Regions from separate parts of the Mus musculus genome. Here region 2 is linked to region 1. A link is a contact called in public promoter capture Hi-C data. All regions are on one chromosome and are shown on one strand. Each heading gives the region's core, a stretch centred on a gene start, on an enhancer-like site or on the middle of the called end of the contact. The rest is flanking DNA. Distances are from core to core; before and after follow the strand shown. Region 1 holds the start of 4930562F07Rik (RIKEN cDNA 4930562F07 gene). Region 2 overlaps Rabgap1l (RAB GTPase activating protein 1-like).

Region 1 (3,877 bases), core at 607-3,106:
GATACACTCAAAGCTCTTTGCTTGCAATTCACGACAAGGTCCTCATTACCTCTAACAGATGTCTAATGTGGCCCAAGACCTCTCGGGGACATTACCCCATAACTACTCAGCAAGGTGCCCTTTTCTAAGCAGTGATGAACAGCTCTTGGCAGTGACTATGAGAAAGCTATGGAAACCCACATATTCACTTCACTGGATTGCAGGTGTGTACCCACGAGATGTAATATAGAGATAGAAAGCGTAAGGAGAGATGCCTCGCATGAGCTAGCTATAATCCGTGTGACCAAGGGCTTCCAGAAAGAAACCAAGTAAGATCATCCCAAGTCCAGTCTCATAACCATCACACATGCACACATACACTTGCACATGCACACGCATACACAACACAACACATACCAGAAGCAATCCTGTGTTGGTAGCAGTGCATAATGTATTGCCAGTGGGAGGTAGAAGCCATAGTTTAAATGAAAGATAAAACTATAAAGGTATCTGTTGCTATTTATGTTGATGCTCAGGCAAATGTCTTGTACACAGTAGGTACTCATAACTGTGGATGGATATGCAATGATGCTAAGGATAACTTGTAATACCTCACAATTCAACCTGAGTGACCTACTCTTTTAAGACACGCCATTAACTGCTACAGAAGGTGAGGCAAGGCATTGAGACCAGGGTTGATTGACATATGTGCCCTGTGGTACCTGAAGCCATGCCACTTTCTGAGTGGAAGAGAGCCTTTCCTCCCCAGTCAAAGAAAACAAATTGCTTGGCATTTTGATTGTATTGTGGCCATGTTACAAAGGCAGAGAATTCCCAGCTTGGAAGCGATTATACTCCAACGGCTCATTTGCACATCTACTGGGGAGCTCTATAAATATTGTCCCCATGGAGACCATTATAGACAGTAGAAAAATCACTGTCTAATTAATGACATAGCCAAATTATGACATTACAGCAGCAAGAAAAAAATTCCCAAAATTGATGAGACTGTATGAATGTAAAGTTGTACTCTACTTGCTCAGCTGGGCCACCTGGTACTCATGTCTACTCCCGATGTGCTCCAGGCCCTTGGAGGGTAGCTACCTAATGGTGGCTACCTGGGCCTTCTAGCAGACAGTCACATTTCACCCGCTCATCCTACATCACCTCAATGCCACTAGGCACTCAAGCCTTCCACCCTCAGGCCTCTTTGACCAAAGCAACACTTCCTGATTCTCTGCCCCCTTGTCACATAGGGAGCTGGTTGTGGATTACCTGGCTGTCCTCCGCATGTCACAGAATGACCAGTCTTCTCCCCTTCTCTGCCAATTGGTACCCACCAGATGCTCTTCCCACTTCTCTCAGTTGCCCTAAGACAGAAGACTTGGGGGTAGAGGTGAAGACACAGCAGAAATGGGATGTCAGATAACAGTCTGCAAGGATGGATCGCCGGAATCAGGGACCATACAAATTACACGGTTTCCGTGACAACTGGCTGCCAGTTTGAATTAAGACAGCAGTCAGTTGTCCCTGATTGCCATAACAAAGCCCCTGACTCTGGACACAAGTGTACCTACTGCTTTCTAACCAAATAGACTTGAGCCAGTTCCTGACATAAACCATCCAGAAAGGCAGTTCCCAGTTGCTTCTATATCCTGGAATCCCAACCGTGACTGGATCACCTCTTCCTGTCGCAGACTCTCCGACAGCCTTGATAGAGCACTTAGGATGATACAGGGCCCATGAAGTGATAGGCCCTCCCATAGACACCAGAGAGCAGAAGCCCAAAGTATTGCTTGGTGCCCTGTCGCCCTGCCTCACCCTGACAATTCTTCTCATATTACTGCTTCTCCTTGCATCATGCCAATTCATTCCTTTATGACTCTACAGACACTGTTTCCCTTGGTCTATTCCAGAGTTGCCACGGATACAGTCCTAGGGTAAGGTGCTTGGGACTTGTGCCTACCTGATCCATCTGGGGACAGTAAGTTCATGAAGAACCTAAGAGGCCCCAGGGGGCTGGAGGAATGGCTCAGCAGTTAAGAGCACTTGTTGCTTCTGTAGAAGACCCAAGTACCAGACATGCATGTGGTACACATGTATACATGCAGGCAAACCACTCATACACATAAAATAAATCTTTTTCGAAAATTTGAAAAGAAGATGCATAAAGAAGAGACCTTCTCAACTGGCATGGACTTGGGCATTGGGGTTGTCCCCACCCACACTGGACTTCTGGCCTGCCTTAGTCACACTCAGAAACAGTCAGAGGGGTCTTTATCCAGTGTCCAATAGACTTTTTTTGATTTCTTGGGAAGAGGAAAAAGAACAGGAAGATGTAAAGAAAAGCCAGTCACTTTTTCAAGAAATGAATCGCTCATATGAATGATCGAAGCTGTACAGTATTTGTCAGTGTTTTGTTTTCTGTAAAATTCAAATACATATAAAAGTTTATTTAAATAAATGTTTTGAAAATGAAATCCTCCTCGCACGTTGGATTGAGTCACTGGCTTACCGCTGAGATATTATTCTCACACAGAATTGACAGAAGCAGAGGCTCTTCCTGCCTGGTCCCTGGCCTCCTAGAATCTCAGGTCTGAGGACCAGAAATGTGGCATCTCTCCCTTCTACGCAAAGCAGGCGACTTTGGAAGCTGAACTGAGCAACAACGGCTGCAGAAAACATACTGATGTTCCCTGGCGACACTTAGAAAACATTTCTCCACTGAAGTCCATGTCTTTCATAGGAAAAGGAAGAAATAACCTTTGGGTTAATCTGGTGCTAAGAAACAAAGGACCAAGGGACACAGATACCTGTGTCTATGTGCATGTATTTATATAAGCACATTTATCCTTTTTCTAAGTCAACCACAACTTTGCCCTAGTTAGAAAATGAAATGACTTGGATGCTCTTGATTCCTTTCCCAACAATGCTTACCTAGAGTGCGGGCCAACAGAAACAAGATGGTGAAATGTTCCCGACTGGCACTGCCCAATCTGGTACTATTAGCCACATGTGGCTCTGTTCATTAAAATTAAATTAGATTAAAAGTCCAGAGCTCAATTATGCCAGCCATATTTCAAGCACTCAATAGCCACCCTATGGCTAGGAACACCACCCTGAATGGCAGAGGCTAGCATCTTGTGGAAAGAGTAATTCAGTGTTAGTGAACAGCTGCGCTGTTTAACGGAAGCTTGAGAAGGAAGACCCACGGCGCAGCTGCACACTTCCTGTCTTGCCCAAGGCAGGCTGTTTCGCAGTTTCGGCTGATCCTTCAGCTTTTCTCCTATCACTACAAAGCTATGACAACCAGGGGACAGAGTATTTTCATTCAACCTGCTATTCAAGTCTCTAGAATATTGCGAAAGTTTCTGATGCAGAGGAGGGGCCGCCCAGAGGCGATAGTGCAACTCCCAGGCATCTCATTGGCTCACCACCCTTCCAGCTCCATCAGCTCTGCCTGCTCAGGCTCACCCACACTCGGAGCGTTAGGACAGAGTTGCGCAATGCAACCATCCATTAGCATTCTCAACTGACTGGAGTACTCTGCTGCCTGCTTGCCCTTTGCCCTTAAGATTATTCTTGAATTCAAAGTCACAGGCACACAAGCTTGAACAGCAGCAGCAACAAAACTCCCTTCGGACAACTTACTGTATCGGTCATAGGTTCAACTTATTGAATTGTTTTCAGATTCCCATGGGGCCAAGCATCACGATTTATTCAGTAATGGCAGGGCATGCATATCAAAGGATTTTAGCTCTTTCGAGGTGCCAAGTCCACTGAGCCCATACTACAGTATTTGTCCTGAAGGGTCACAACTGGCCTAAAGGAACAAACCACAACCATATAACGTGTTTGTCACTTTCCCAGAGGGACACATCCACCAAGACTAGCATCA
Region 2 (3,877 bases), core at 1,000-3,499, 290 kb after region 1:
GTGTTCCTTCTTCACCTGGCTTGTCCTCTTTCTACATTTCTGCTATGTTGTGACACAGCCAGGTCACCCTCTCCAGAATGTGTTCATTATGTTCTTTGAACCCTTCAGCTATCATGACTATAAAATAATCCTATTTTCAAATTATTCAGCCTTAGATATTGTGTTTCAGTGGCATAGACTAGAATATATTCATCCCTCACTTTCCTTCAGCATTCCAAACCATCTACACGTCTTGAAAAATTCAAAGTTTCAAAAAGAATCTCTGAGTCTGCCCTCTTTCTCCATATACACATGGACTACCTTAGTGCAAGCCAGCCCTCTTTTCTGTATGGTGCACTGAAATAATACCTTAACTAGAGTCCATGTGTCTATGGTCATGCCCTTCAATCTACATCTTATACGCCAACATTCCTTAATCAAAATGATGTTCTAAAACCTAAAGAATTTACAATGGTATCCTGTTGAATTCCAATGTACACATCATCCTTTGCTTATATGTTCTTACTAACTTGGCTTCTGACCATAATTCTTCCCTCTCTAAGTCTCACTAGGTCACTAAATTCTAGCCACATTGGCCTTTTTGTACATACAAAGCTTCTCCCACCTCAGAGCTTGGTACTTATTATTGCCTTGGTCTTTAGAGTACCATTCAGCTTCTATGCTTCTCTTACTGATTGGAGGATATAAATCCAGTATTTTCTTGTATTAGTTTAAGATACCCATCACTAGCCTGTTCTTTCTTATATATTATCTCTCTGCCTATGTAATCCTGGACTGTCACTGCAGGTCTCAGGAGAAAGAAGAGATAAGGTTTTAAACCATTCCTGACAAGATAATGGAAGGGAAGAACATATATGTAAGTTTCTAGCCTTAGCAGATTCCACTTGTTCAATTATTTTACTTTTAGAGTATAATAATTTTACATGGCCTCTGAACTTTATTATTTTAGCAAGCAAGAATCAACTATAATGATCCCTTGACATTTATACATTTGGTATTTATTGCTCTATTCTTCCTCAGAGACTCCTTCATGGGGAAACAGCACAGTACACTGTGGGCTTACTCTGGAATGAACTGAATGACTTTTTTGTAGCAGATGGTGAATAGGCTTCAATCACAGCTTCTGTCCTTCACAATTACTAAATGTTCTTATAGCAAGGCAGTTACTTTGTTTTAATTCCATAAACAAACTCAGTAAGAAGGTCATAGTAGTATATAAACAAAAACAGAAGACCTGGAAGCATTTGAAGTGTATCCTTCTCGATTGTTGCTTTTCTCCCTGGATACAGGGTCACACAACTAAATACTAAATTCACTGATAACCCAATTAAGTACAGCGATTCCTTGTGAATATAATAACTGATACCAAAGAGAACACTTCCCCAAAAGCTATTATTACCATATAAGCATCATAAATAAGGACTAGCCATGAAAAATGAAAAGACCATTTTAGAAATGGAAATAGTTGAGTCACTCTGGTTTTGGTACAGAACAGAAAGGTTTCTAAATTAAAAGTTACCATAATGTTGCTGTTTAAAGTGTTCTGCGAGCTTTGGATTATTCATGCTATATAACTGTCAGTAAGTTTAGGAAAGAGAAGGAAATTCGCCACACAGAAAACTTAGAATCAACTCTTGGACCAAGAAAATAAGAGAGGAACAGAGAACTTGAGAGTTTTTGTAGTCTGGATCAGCAATGTTTCTTCAGAGCCGACTTGTAGTTGTCTATATAGAATAAAATATCAAGTCAAGATTTCTGTAATTATCCTTCTAATTCCTTTACTGAAATTGTTGATTTTTCTTTGGTAGTTGAATGATAAAACAAGGGCAAGACTTAATTCTTAGTGAAGAAATCACTGAGACAGAAATAATGTACTTAGAAATATTGTTGTAACAGATTTTCAATCTCCAAAATACAAAACAAACAAACAAAAACCCACAGAAATATCTGAAGAGCTTATTGTAGACAATGAGAACACAATGGGTCACATCTGAAATATATCACCTTTCATCATTTCGTGATGAAGGAAGAGTCACTTATAATTTAAAGATTAAGAAGAAATGGTTGGTGGCTTGCTTTCCAATGGCGAATTTTAAAAATAGCCAGATCAATCAATCAGTAAAGAGTGTGCAGAACTGCCCAGGCAGCAGGGCAGAATTTTAAAAGGAATTTAGACATGTATGAGTGCTATGATTTGTAATATTCAAATCAGTTCTCCTAAGACAGTAATCTGGGAAAGATGCTATGAGTAAGCAAGATTTAGCACTGCAAAGACATGTCAGGATATGTGTCTAGTCTGAGAACACAGCTAGAGTATTTCCAGCACATATAAGTTCTGAGTTGATCCCCAGTACCACTTACAGCAGGTATGGTGGTGAATCAGAAATTCAAGGTCATCTTCAGCTATGTATGAAGTTGGAGGCTAGCCTTGGGCAAGTAAGAACCTGTCTTAAAAACAATACACCATAGAGGCCAACCTCCTTCCTGGCCTCAGTCTGTTCTGATTTCTAGCCAGTTTGCCCTCTCTGCTCTCTCAGCAGAGTAGTCAGGAGGCCCCACCTGGCAAGAATTCATCTTTCTTCTTTCCTCCTCTCCCCTGTGTTCTTCATCTAGCATAGTGTTAGGCTGGACCCCTGTTCACCTCTGCTCAAGCTGGGAAACCCCAACTGCCCTTCTTCCCCCAACCCCTCTTGCACAGAAAAACAGAACAAAGGACTGGCTCTTAGAGCCCAGTACTCCATTCTTGGCAGCTGTCCCAACCTCCTCCCCTGATGCTGCCAGCCACCCAGATCCCCACCGAAGTGCTCAGCTCTTGACCATACTTGGGCACAGTCCCAGCTCCTGGCTGACACATCATCACCCCTCAACTAAGATCTTTTATAAAACTTCCCCCATCCCTAGGCCAGATGTGTGAAGTGACTTCCTCAGTCTCTTTCTCTGGGACTGATGAACAGGTCTGGGAGCATTGCCTAATAAACCTGCCTTTGTATCCTTTTAATATGGTCTAATCAGGCCTTCATCAGCATCACCCAGAGAGAGCAAATGCCTACCACATAGTATCTACTGCTACTCCTGGTATCAGGGGCTGAATAGAACACTCTTCTTCACAGGGTCCTCTAAGCTACTCTCTTCTTGGTCTCAGATTGTTAGCTCTCTTCTTCCTCAAATTTTTTCTACTGAAGTCACATGGCATTTGAGTTGGACATTTTTTTTTCCCTGAGACAGGGTTTCTCTGTGTAGCCCTGGCTGTCCTGGAACTCACTTTGTAGACCAGGCTGGCCTCGAACTCAGATACCCACCTGCCTCTGCCTCCCAAGTGCTGGGATTAAAGGCGTGCACCACCATTACCAGTCTTGGGCATAATTTTTATGTGTTTTTATTTCATTTCTTTTCTTATTATCTATATCTGTCTATCTATCAGTCTATCTATCTATCTATCTATCTAGTATTTATTTATTTATTTATTTATTTATTTATTTTTGAGACAGTGACTCACTATGTAGCTCTGGTTGGCTTTGAACTCACTATGTAGAGAGACTGACCTCAAATTCACAGAGATCCACCTCTCTCTGCTTTCAAGTGCAAGTTAAAACCATGTGCTTTATTTCTTTCTCCATTCACTGAAGTTTGTGAAAGGTCAGGCCAAGAGCTGGGGTGTATAGTCTTTTCTTTAGCTGGGATACTCACCTGGCAGAACAGTTATGAGTGGTAAACACTCTGGCTGTAGTTGTTAAGGTCACAACTTGTCTTGTCTGCAGTGGTCAGGCTGAAATTGCCTTTTAGTGAATTTCATGAAAGGAACCTGACTTTTGTAAATTCTGAACTTTCCCTCAATTGCTCAACTATCTCTTGCCCACATCTGTGGAGTGTGCTATTT

What was found. Promoter capture Hi-C pulls out the DNA fragments that hold promoters and counts their contacts.
Region 2: a contact with region 1 is called in a promoter capture Hi-C map of 3T3-L1-derived adipocytes, with 4 times the contacts expected there. The contact joins the enhancer-like site here to the promoter of 4930562F07Rik in region 1. A contact is called at or near these places in 6 of 39 promoter capture datasets (the 3T3-L1 cell line, 3T3-L1-derived adipocytes, the HPC-7 cell line and 2 more), 1 of 484 Hi-C or Micro-C datasets (pro-B cells) and 1 of 115 datasets of contacts at active chromatin or transcription factors (pro-B cells).

The regions. Positions count from the first base shown.
Region 1 is chr1:160,076,129-160,080,005 of GRCm38.p6, forward strand. It overlaps 4930562F07Rik (RIKEN cDNA 4930562F07 gene), which reads right to left and starts at 1,857. Exons shown (of 3, transcript NR_038031.1): 1 at 1,801-1,857; 2 at 1,255-1,362. 4930523C07Rik (RIKEN cDNA 4930523C07 gene) reads left to right here. Exons shown (of 3, transcript NM_001162896.1): 3 at 1-2,459.
Region 2 is chr1:160,367,997-160,371,873 of GRCm38.p6, forward strand. All of the region lies in intron 18 of Rabgap1l (RAB GTPase activating protein 1-like), which reads right to left. Among named protein-coding and RNA genes, the nearest start is that of Mir1927, 74 kb to the left of the region's middle. Within about 2 kb of position 2,250, at least 57 of the 459 cell types and tissues checked have an H3K27ac peak or open chromatin away from gene starts, as enhancers often do. A contact at or near this core is called in 3T3-L1-derived adipocytes, where this site is marked.